Regions from separate parts of the Ovis aries genome. Here region 1 is linked to region 2. A link is a contact called in public Hi-C data. All regions are on one chromosome and are shown on one strand. The core of a region is the stretch at or near the end of the contact, and the rest is flanking DNA. Distances in the headings are between cores, read along the strand shown.

Region 1 (4,552 bases), core at 1,166-3,665, 67 kb before region 2:
TTCAAGAGACTATTTTTCAATTTACCCCTGAAGCATACTGTTCAACACATAATAACGCCTTTCAAAAGCTAGAGTTTTATTTATAATAAAGCATGCATTACTTGATGAAGTTGGCACTTCAAACACTGACTATGTCCCATGCTAAATTCTGAAACTGTAATGTTATTTTATTTTATAGGAAGAGTAAGATAAACATACGTACCTTTGCACAGATTTACACAGTTACTTAGTTCAACAGTGCAAAACACTTTGCAACTACTTTTTGTTTTCATTTTCTATGTTACAACTAAATTACAGGATATCCAAAGTAACTTTAAATCTAAAAGTAAGCCAATCAGCAGCCAATTTGAATATTGGTTTTGTCTTCCAGTTTTGGCTATACATGGTAGTCTAACACAAAATCAAAAATGATATCCTTGAGGTATCTCTTGATCTGTTTGCTTGCTTTTTTTTAATGTCAAAATGGAGAGCAAAGGCTGACACCTGATGAGTGTTAGGAAATTAGGATATAGAGTTTATATATAACATCAAAAATAAAATTTATACATTTGTTCTTTAGGAGAGGAAATGCTAGTTTTCCCACCAGTTGTCATTAAGTCTAGCTTTGGTAGGTTTCCTGGGGCTGTGACTGGATAAGTAAAAGTTTAAAAATAAATAAGTGCACTCCCCTCAGAAATAAATGTACCCAACTTTTACATTCTAAATTTAAAAACCTGTTTAAAAGAAAATAAATCTAGCTCTGCCTACTTTTTTTTTTTCTGATGTGGTAGTAACTTTGAGGCATAATGAAATGATATTCTGCCTCTAAACCCTTAAAATTAGTTATAATGCTGCTTCAATCTTGCTCATGCATTTGTGTTTGCTTTAACATGCTCTTTCCTGTTAATAATTGTTAACTTCCTCCACTGCTGTTGAAAGAACAGAAAAGGGATGGGAAAAAAAGAGAGGCAAAAAAGATGAAAGAAAAGAAAGAGAAAGGCAAAAGCACTTCCCTGGGGGAAACCCCACATCAGGAGAGACTGATAGTGTTATTGTTATGTGGTTATTTTAATAAAAGTATTCTTATCTGTTATATTATCAACAATAATTTAATTAAAAACCCAAAATACTCTATTGTTTCATTTTTCTTTTAATATTTCTCTCTCTCCTCTAAGAAAATGCTGCAGGAAGTTTGGATCCTCTTAGTCTCCAGCAAAACAAGAGAATGAAACTTCCATGCAACATGATGGCAATACAAAAAAGGAGTTCATACATCTTGTTTTCAGTGACACAGGAATCTACAAAACACCTATATTATAGGTCATTCTCTCTGTTAGACTACTGTTAAGTTACAGACTGCACAAAAGGACATGCCAGCGTGAAGAGGTTGAGGAAGGGGGCAGAATTAACAGAAGAGTGCACTTATTCTGAGGCCTGAAAATGAGCACTGTAGTTATCCTTTAGTTCCAGCGGAATGAAATATGTCGAGGACGGTCACCACCTTCCTTCACCAGGGGCTTGTGGAATTCCCTGCCAGCACGAGAATGAATAGCAGCCCAGCAATATTCACAGTAATACTGCAGACAGGTAACATTAGCACAGAAAAATGGAGCAAATTTTCCCCCACAACGGGCCCCCTGACATTCATCACACAGCTGATCATCCAAGACATATGGCTTAACTTCCACCTGCAATCAAAAATAAAAGAAAGGTGTTGAACACTTCTCAGTGAATGGACCTAGCAACTCAGACATGTGTGTACATTTCCATCCACTGAATGAATGAATCTGTGCCAAGGTGTCCAAAAGGAAGAGTCAATAACTCCTTTACTGAAATTAAATTATCATCTTTTAAGGAACTAGTAAGGTTTTTATGCCCATTATTTTACATTTTTGTCTTATTAATTAAAGAGTTTTCAAATGAAAGACAAGGTTCCAGCATAAATTTAAAAGTGAAGCCAGCTTAATGTTTAAGAACATTACAAGGTTAAACCCACGGGAGAGTCTTCATAGGCACAAACCATCACTTTAATTAGTGGATCTGGATTCTTGTCATACGTGGAATTATAATTTGCACAAGACCAACTAAGAGATTCCCAGAGCCACAAAACAGCACTTCAATGTACAAATCAGAGGGAAGCTGCCTGACTTCTATACCGTAAACCTCTGAGCTGTAAGAAGGTCATGGTTTCTATTTACAGTGTACACATCTTGGGTTATAATCACAAACCTCAAACTCCAGGAAAACAAGACACAGCCATAGTACTCATAATCTAAAACCTTGCTTTGTTCTTTGTCAGGAAGAACGGTTTACCTCAGTCTAAAAGTCAGAGGTAAATTTATAAAACTGGGTCTGTTCCAGTGTTCAATAGGCCGATCTGTCATTTGAGCCTCTCAAGCATTAAAAATAACCTGGCTCTTGATTCTCCAGTGAGAAAAAGAGTTGGTTATTTTTAGACTTGGAGAGACTCACAATTGAAACTCCCTTACACCAGGCTATCACTACCACTGCTGCCATCCACTTCTGACAAGGGATCCTGAGGAAGGCAGACCATGAACAAAAAGAGGAGTGACACAGAAGGCCAGCAGAGCAGATGTAACAAGCAGATTAGGCTTCTGGCCCCGAGGCCATTCCATAACACCTACAGTGTGGCAAGAAGACTGGCCAGAGGACTGGAGATCCTAGCGGGATACAAATTAAGTCTGAATTTCTAATGGCTAACCTTACAACTCCCAAACCGATGATGGAATGAAGCAATGAGGTGGGAGAGACTGTTTACTCAAATGTACATATTTTTTCGTGCAAATAAAAATCCAGGAGGTGTGGTAATACATACAGCAACTAATCCTGCCCCCTTCCTCCATGTTTATTAACAGATCTATACCTTTCTCTTTAACATATTCACAGTACGATGACCACTAGGACGAGAAATTCTCAGCTACCACTTGTGTGGAATATACATGAAATGGAACATAAGCAGTAAATGTAAACCACTGCTGCTGCTGCTCCTGCTGCTGCTAAGTCGCTGCAGTCGTGTCCGACTCTGTGCGACCCTATCGACAGCATGCCCTCCAGGCGCCTCTGTCCAAAGGATTCTCCAGGCAAGAATACTAGAGTGGGCTGCCATTTCCTTCTCCCATGTAAACCACTAGTGACTGACAGTTTTTACGTACTAAATTGAGAAAGTCACAATACAGTCAATCAGGAAAGACTTTTGAGGATAGGGCTTTGGAGTGCTGGTATCTCAGTCAGCCCTAACCAAAGTACCAGTCTGGCATGAAATAAGGAGCTGACACTAGAATGAAAATCAATGCACTGCTTTCTTCATCAAGAAGGTCTTTCTGTGAAAAAATCTCAACTGAACTAAACACTGTGCTTCCTAGTGCAGTGGATTCTAGGGTGAATTCCTATCTCAACACAAACTCATAGCAAACCATTTACCAACTAGCAGTCGATTCACAGGCCACACTCCATCCACCAGAACATAAACCCATGAGTACAGAGACTTCTTGCCCTAGGCACTAAAGTATTTGTTGAATGTCTGAAACACAAAGCTAAGAAATTTGTGAATGCAAAGAAGACATATAAGTGAACACAGAGTCTCAAATACAATACATTAAGAAACAGAAGAGTTATCTCTGAGGTTTTCTCCAGCCTTCTGATGCAGAGGATAAACACAACAAAGAGGAATTTAAAGTGTGAAAATAATTCTAATGAACTACCACCAAATTTCAGGTGGTAAAAGAGATTACAAATGGAAGGATTCTGAGTTCTTCTACTTAATCTGTTATAATGAAATATTATTTCTTAGACACAGTCCTTGAAGTGAATTATTCAATCATTTGTTACACAGTGCATAGGAAAATAGGACTTGCTGAGGTATTCTTGATATCCCAGGTTAAAAAAAAAAAAGGTGAGGAGATCTCAAAGGCATTCAAGTCTATATACTTAATATAATGAAGTACAAAGGATTTGGTAAATATTTATTGAATGACTAACTGAGTAAATGAATGGATGGAGGTGATAGCTTAGGAAAGATTAAGTGGACTCAAGCAAAGTGACTTGAGTATTTTGTTAGGCTACTCAGAACACTAAGAGACAGAAAAAATCCACAGGAAATTCTTAAGATATGCTCTAGAACTTGCATCTAGTGGATCCAATGGGCATAAATCAGCTGTCACTTCACTGTCATATAAAATTCACCCATTCTGAGCTTGGTAATGACACGGAGGGCCATTCGGAGAACTCCCCAGAATGCAGTCCAGGACTTACCCGTTTATCTATCTCTCCATGCTGCAGCTGCACGAAGCGGGCACTGATAGCAGCTATGTAACTCTGTTGATTAGAGAATGCGACTCGCCCAGCTCCTTTGGGGTATTTCAGCTCAGGGTCGGTATCAATCCCAGCATAGCACACGCCTCCGTACAGCCGGTCCATTATCATGGCGAGCTCCACTACATATGGAAGGAGTAGAGAGGACATTCGAGACCAGGAAACATCATCTGGCTCACCAAAGGTTTCATCGAAAGAAGCTTATCTGTCCATCATTATAGTAATTATTAAAATGAAACTA
Region 2 (4,958 bases), core at 145-2,644:
CCTGGTATCTCAAGCCTTTGTATCCTCTACTCCAAATGTAAGTTGCTTGTTTGAAACGTCTTATTTTTAGCTAGCTCAAAGATGCAGCTTATCACCCTAAATAGTTCAGATTTGGAATTCTGGTCTCTGAAAGAAAAAAAAAAACTTAAAAAAAAAAAAAAAGCAATCTTAAAACACTGACATGAATCCAACTAGGCTTATTTCTAGGAGGGAATAAAAACGAAGAGGGCAAAAATCAAGTCTTTGGTTAGTAAAATAGGCGCTTTCTTTTTCCAAAGGAAAACGTACATGAATGACAAAAACACAGCTTCTCAAGCATCTATGGATGTAGAAGAATAAGCATTGCGAGGAGTAAAAATATATATATATATAATTTAACAATCACATATGGTCTTCTTCAGCAGTTTAGATTCACTCACATAAAAATTAGAATAGGGCTAAGAGGAGAATAGGTTCTTTTCTTGGCAGCTTGGTTAAAAAAATCAGGAATAATTTAAGAACATTATATATTATATATTTATATATAGATAGATTATATTAGGTTATCTGGGGTGGGGGGCAAATTCCTGGTTGCGGGAGAGGAAATCAGCATTGACTAATGGAAAGATGATTGCAGGGAGGTTTCTGCTCTTCCTGATCCTGTTTCTGCTCTTTCACGGGGTGCAGTTTTGGCCTCTGGGGCTGTTCCTGAAGCTCTGGGTGCAGATCTTGCTGCGGTCGCTGTTCCTGGGCTCCCCCTGGCCTTCTCTCCCCCATGAAATGGTTTGGAAACACACCCGTTTCTCCCTCGTGGGGGTGTCGCGATCAGGATGGATTAGGGAGACTCGACGAGGACGAGCTGGCGGCCCGGGGGTGCGGGGACCAAGGGGGCGACCTGGAAGGTCCTGCGGTTTCGGCCTCTTCCCCTCTCTGCGGCTCCGGGGTTTTTTTCCCTCATGGGACCCAGGAGCGGTTTGTTCAGTTCTCTCAGTTCGATTCTCCGCGGGGGAGGGGGGGGTGGGGGGATGGGGCTTGGGGGGTGCGGGGGGGGAGGGAGAGGGAAAAAAGAAAACCCCACTAGCTTAGTTGTTCTAAAAAAGAAGGTCCTCCCCCCTTTGCTCTCTCTCTTTTTGCCCCCAGATTTTTTTTTTAACTATAATTTAGAAGGCTTTTGTTTCTCCTCACGGTTGCTGGGCCGTCGTCGTCGCCGCCGCTTTACCCCGGTCCCGCAGTCCCCGCCGTCGTAGTTGCGAACTCCGCCTGGCTCTTCTTCTCTCCTTCTTCCTCCTCTTCCTCTTCTGCTGTCGCCTCCGCCGCCGCTGCTGCTGCCGCTGCCGCCGCCGCCGCCGCCTCCCGGTGCCCGGGTCCAGCAGCCGCGGCTGAGTCCTTCTCCTCAGGACCTAGCCGAGTGAAATGACAACCAGCTGGAAAGACCGAGAGACACTTCCGGTTCGAGAAGGGAGGGGTGGGTTAGGCCAGACACCCCGCCCACCTGCCTAAAGGCCAATAAGCTGCTAGAATTCAGATAAGGCCACGCCCACAACCCAGGTGCCCTCCCAGGAAGGTCGAAAAGTTACGTCGAGAGACGCCCCTTCCGTCTGTGCCTCGCCCAGTGAGGCCTGGAGCCTGGAACTCGCTCTACTACCCAGAGGGAACCCAGCGAGTCGCCATCTTTAGTGTGGGCAAAGGACTACTGCGCTGTTTATTTCGCTTAACCACGCTCTGCAGGAGGAGCGTACAGGGGCGCGCGGAAGAAAACGGATTTTCCTAGCACTGTGGAAAAGAGTCCAGGAGTAGGAGATTGGATTGGCTACCCATGAAACCGCGGATGATCGGGAGGACTGCCCAGAGTAAACGTGGTTCCCCAGGCATCTCGTGCTTTGGCTCGAGCTCCGCCCCGGAGGGATCTGGAAGAGGAGGCGGGTTTTACCAGCTGCTGTAAGGTGTCTAGAATTGCGTATGTGCTTGTCCTGAAAGTGGATCTTACGCGGGACTCTCCCTTCACCTTCCATCCCCCAACCCCCACTCCTCCTGCTTGGTTTAGGCTCCCGTCCGGTGCAGTGTTTCAGGCACAAAGATACAGCTGCGGCGTCCGTGGCCAAGCCCTCCTTATCCCCACCCGCTCTAATGTACCTTACCCGCTTATTAGGGGCACATTTCCAAAATGAAGAATCTTAACCAGGATCCTCACCTGTTCTGCTCTCTCTACGACTGCCCACTACCTCCTTGAAAAAGACCAAACTTTTTATCCTCATATTCAAGTGTTTTGCACTCTAGGGGCAGTATATCTTAACATCTCATCTCCTCCAAACGCCCCACAACAAGCTCCTCCAAATGTAATCTCAGTTCCTTTTTACCTTCCATTTCCTCTCTCCTCCACCTGGTAAACTCTAATTTAGTTTTAGGAATCGGATCAAAAGCTACCAACTCTGTCTTCTGAAATCCCTCTTAAATGGATGTCCATGGCCCAGTATATTTCTCATGCTTGTCACCCTCTATTGTAATGGTTGCTTATGTCTCCTGGACCTGTGGTCACCTGTGGGCTTTTTGAGGAGAGGACCTTGTATTGATAGATAGGAATCATTAGCGAATGGATGCTGAAAAAAAAGAGTGAACAAACCAACTACAGTGATATTCTTCCTGAATCCTTTTTTCAGGTCTGCCATTTGGTTTGGGGCTAACGTCTCTCAAACTGTCATCATTTAGGTTATTCATTTGCTATTCAAGGGTTCCTTGTCTTTGTACATGACCACCATCAGGACCTAAATTAACGCCTTGCTCTCAGCAAAGGTTCTAAAGATGTTGAATAGTGAGTATCTTCATTTAGTAGAAAATGAAAAATGAAGAAATCAGAGTAGATCCACAAGTGACTATGGCAAAAAGTAGGGAGTAAAAAGGAGAGATCACAGACTTTTAAGAAAGATCTCATGAAAGGAAATGACTTCCACTAGTCTTTCCTCAGTGGTCCCAACTTCTGCTGCCTCAGTTTATCAGTCCTCCCATATTCCATGTAGAACACCTGTTTGGGATCTGAATCAGTGATTTTATTTATTTATTTATTGTCTTATGTCCTGAACATGAGTCTTTGTAACTCTGCTTTGAGTTCCTTGAGTGTTAGGGATTGGGTCTTATTCTACTGTTTATTCCCCATAACTGGCCATACCTTGAGACTGAGGTGGTTCAATTAGGTGTCCTTTCCTCCAGAATGGTTTCCCTGACTCTCCTTTGTGTAGCATCTTGTAGATTCTCCTCATTTAGTTACTTCTGGTTGTCAGTTAGTCGTGTTTTTTTTTTCCCCCCCCCCACAGGCAGAGATTTTGTCTGATTTATCTGTGTGTCGCTAGTGGCCTTCAGAGGATTTGGCAGAGTGGACTCAGAATATGTTTATTGAATGAATGAATGAATGTTTAATATTCAGTAGATGGTTGAGAGTCTTTTGGGGCTGCCAATTCTTAGTGTCTGAAATAGCTGCCATGCTTGAAGAAAAGAGGGGTATCTTTAGAACCAAACTGGTTATTTGAATCCCAGATCTTCTACTGCCTAATTGTAGAGCTCTGGGCAGAAATCACCTCTACAATCCCCTGATTCCTTATCAATAAAATCTGAATGATAGTTCCTCCCTGGCTAGAAGGTAGTAAATTACAGTGAAGTGCTGGGTTCATAGGAGGTTTTCAAAAATGTCAGTTCCTTATTGACATATTAAGCATAGAGAACTACTTCACTAGTGTCTTTTTCCCAGAAACTGCATGCATGAGTGAATCTAGAAACTTAGGTCACTTTGTAGAGGGAGGAGGCACGCCAGCGCCATAGTCAGGATGCTGGTTGGTCAGCCTGATCTTTTAAAGCTAAATCAGGGTTTGGGCTGGGCTGAAGCTAAGATGATCTCTGGAGACATCAGACTTCTGGGTAGCAATTAAGAGCATGGGAGAAGGAAGAGGGAAACAATTCTCTTGAGTCAGTTGACTACTCAGAAACCCAGGATACCGAGCTCAGAACTGCCTTCCTTGAGAACATAATGGCTCAGAAACTGCCCCAGGTAACCATGACAACAATTCAGCAGCTCTATTTAGGATTTCCAAAGAGATCAACAGTTGCAGATGAGCGCTGGCTTGAAAACTCTGTTAGCAGAAGAGAGCCCCTCCCATGAAACATGCTCACTGGGAAGCTTTCAGGTTGCAGAGAAAGGGAGCTATCCCTGGACATTAAGGAGCTACCAGATTATTTTTTATTAAACCTTTTAAAAAAAAAATCTCCCTTCCTGTCCATTGAGAGCTGACACACTTTCCAAGAAGTTGTAGGCTAGTGAATGGACTCTGCTGGCCCAGCCCTCTTTGGGGTTTGAGGTCAACCAGACCCAAACTCAGAGCCCCCCTAATATTTCCTTCACCAGCCTCTTTTAAACCTAACAAGTGGTATAAACCCCACCCCATAATCACACAGCGTGATGAACTCTGCCCCATGCTAGCTAATGTCTTCCACCACTGCCCTTGAAGCAGACATGTTCTTCTCCCAACAGCACACACCCAAGCTCCTCAGGGGCCTGTCTGATGACTAGCAATCAGAGCCACCACCCAAGGTTGCCTAGGTTGTACACTGTGCAACTCCATAAGGCAGCACAGACTGTGATGTGAATGCCACTCCCCTGGAGTTGCACAATGCGGTCTGTTTTGGTTTATTTCCATGAGACACCAAGGCACATTATGGAAATATGACACGTACACAAGGCCAACAGATACTACCATATATTACATGAACACGTGCTCATCACGTGCAGAAATATGTAAAGCAGTTGATCTTTTTAGATTTGGTGGCCCAGTTCTGTAATGGAACTGAAGGACACGGTGTCCTTGGTGTTGTCCTGGGTGGGGAGCTGTAATGAGAAGACAAGTCCGGGCAAGTATATGGTCCAATCCCCTAAGAGATTTATACCTAGCAGTTATTTTGCCTAGCAGCATTAATAAGCATTCTAACATAGTAGA

Evidence for each region. A called contact is a pair of places that touch in the nucleus more often than the background predicts.
Region 1: a contact with region 2 is called in a Hi-C map of mixed tissues, with 2.3 times the contacts expected there. The contact joins the enhancer-like site here to the promoter of CPEB4 in region 2. A contact is called at or near these places in 4 of 16 Hi-C or Micro-C datasets (hypothalamus, liver, mixed tissues and 1 more).

The regions. Positions count from the first base shown.
Region 1 is chr16:5,834,769-5,839,320 of ARS-UI_Ramb_v3.0, reverse strand. It overlaps CPEB4 (cytoplasmic polyadenylation element binding protein 4), which reads right to left. Exons shown (of 10, transcript XM_060400575.1): 9 at 4,252-4,433; 10 at 1-1,667. The coding sequence ends at 1,440. Among named protein-coding and RNA genes, the nearest start is that of C16H5orf47, 30 kb to the left of the region's middle. Within about 2 kb of position 2,415, at least 6 of the 54 cell types and tissues checked have an H3K27ac peak or open chromatin away from gene starts, as enhancers often do.
Region 2 is chr16:5,766,260-5,771,217 of ARS-UI_Ramb_v3.0, reverse strand. It overlaps CPEB4 (cytoplasmic polyadenylation element binding protein 4), which reads right to left and starts at 1,394. Exons shown (of 10, transcript XM_060400575.1): 1 at 1-1,394.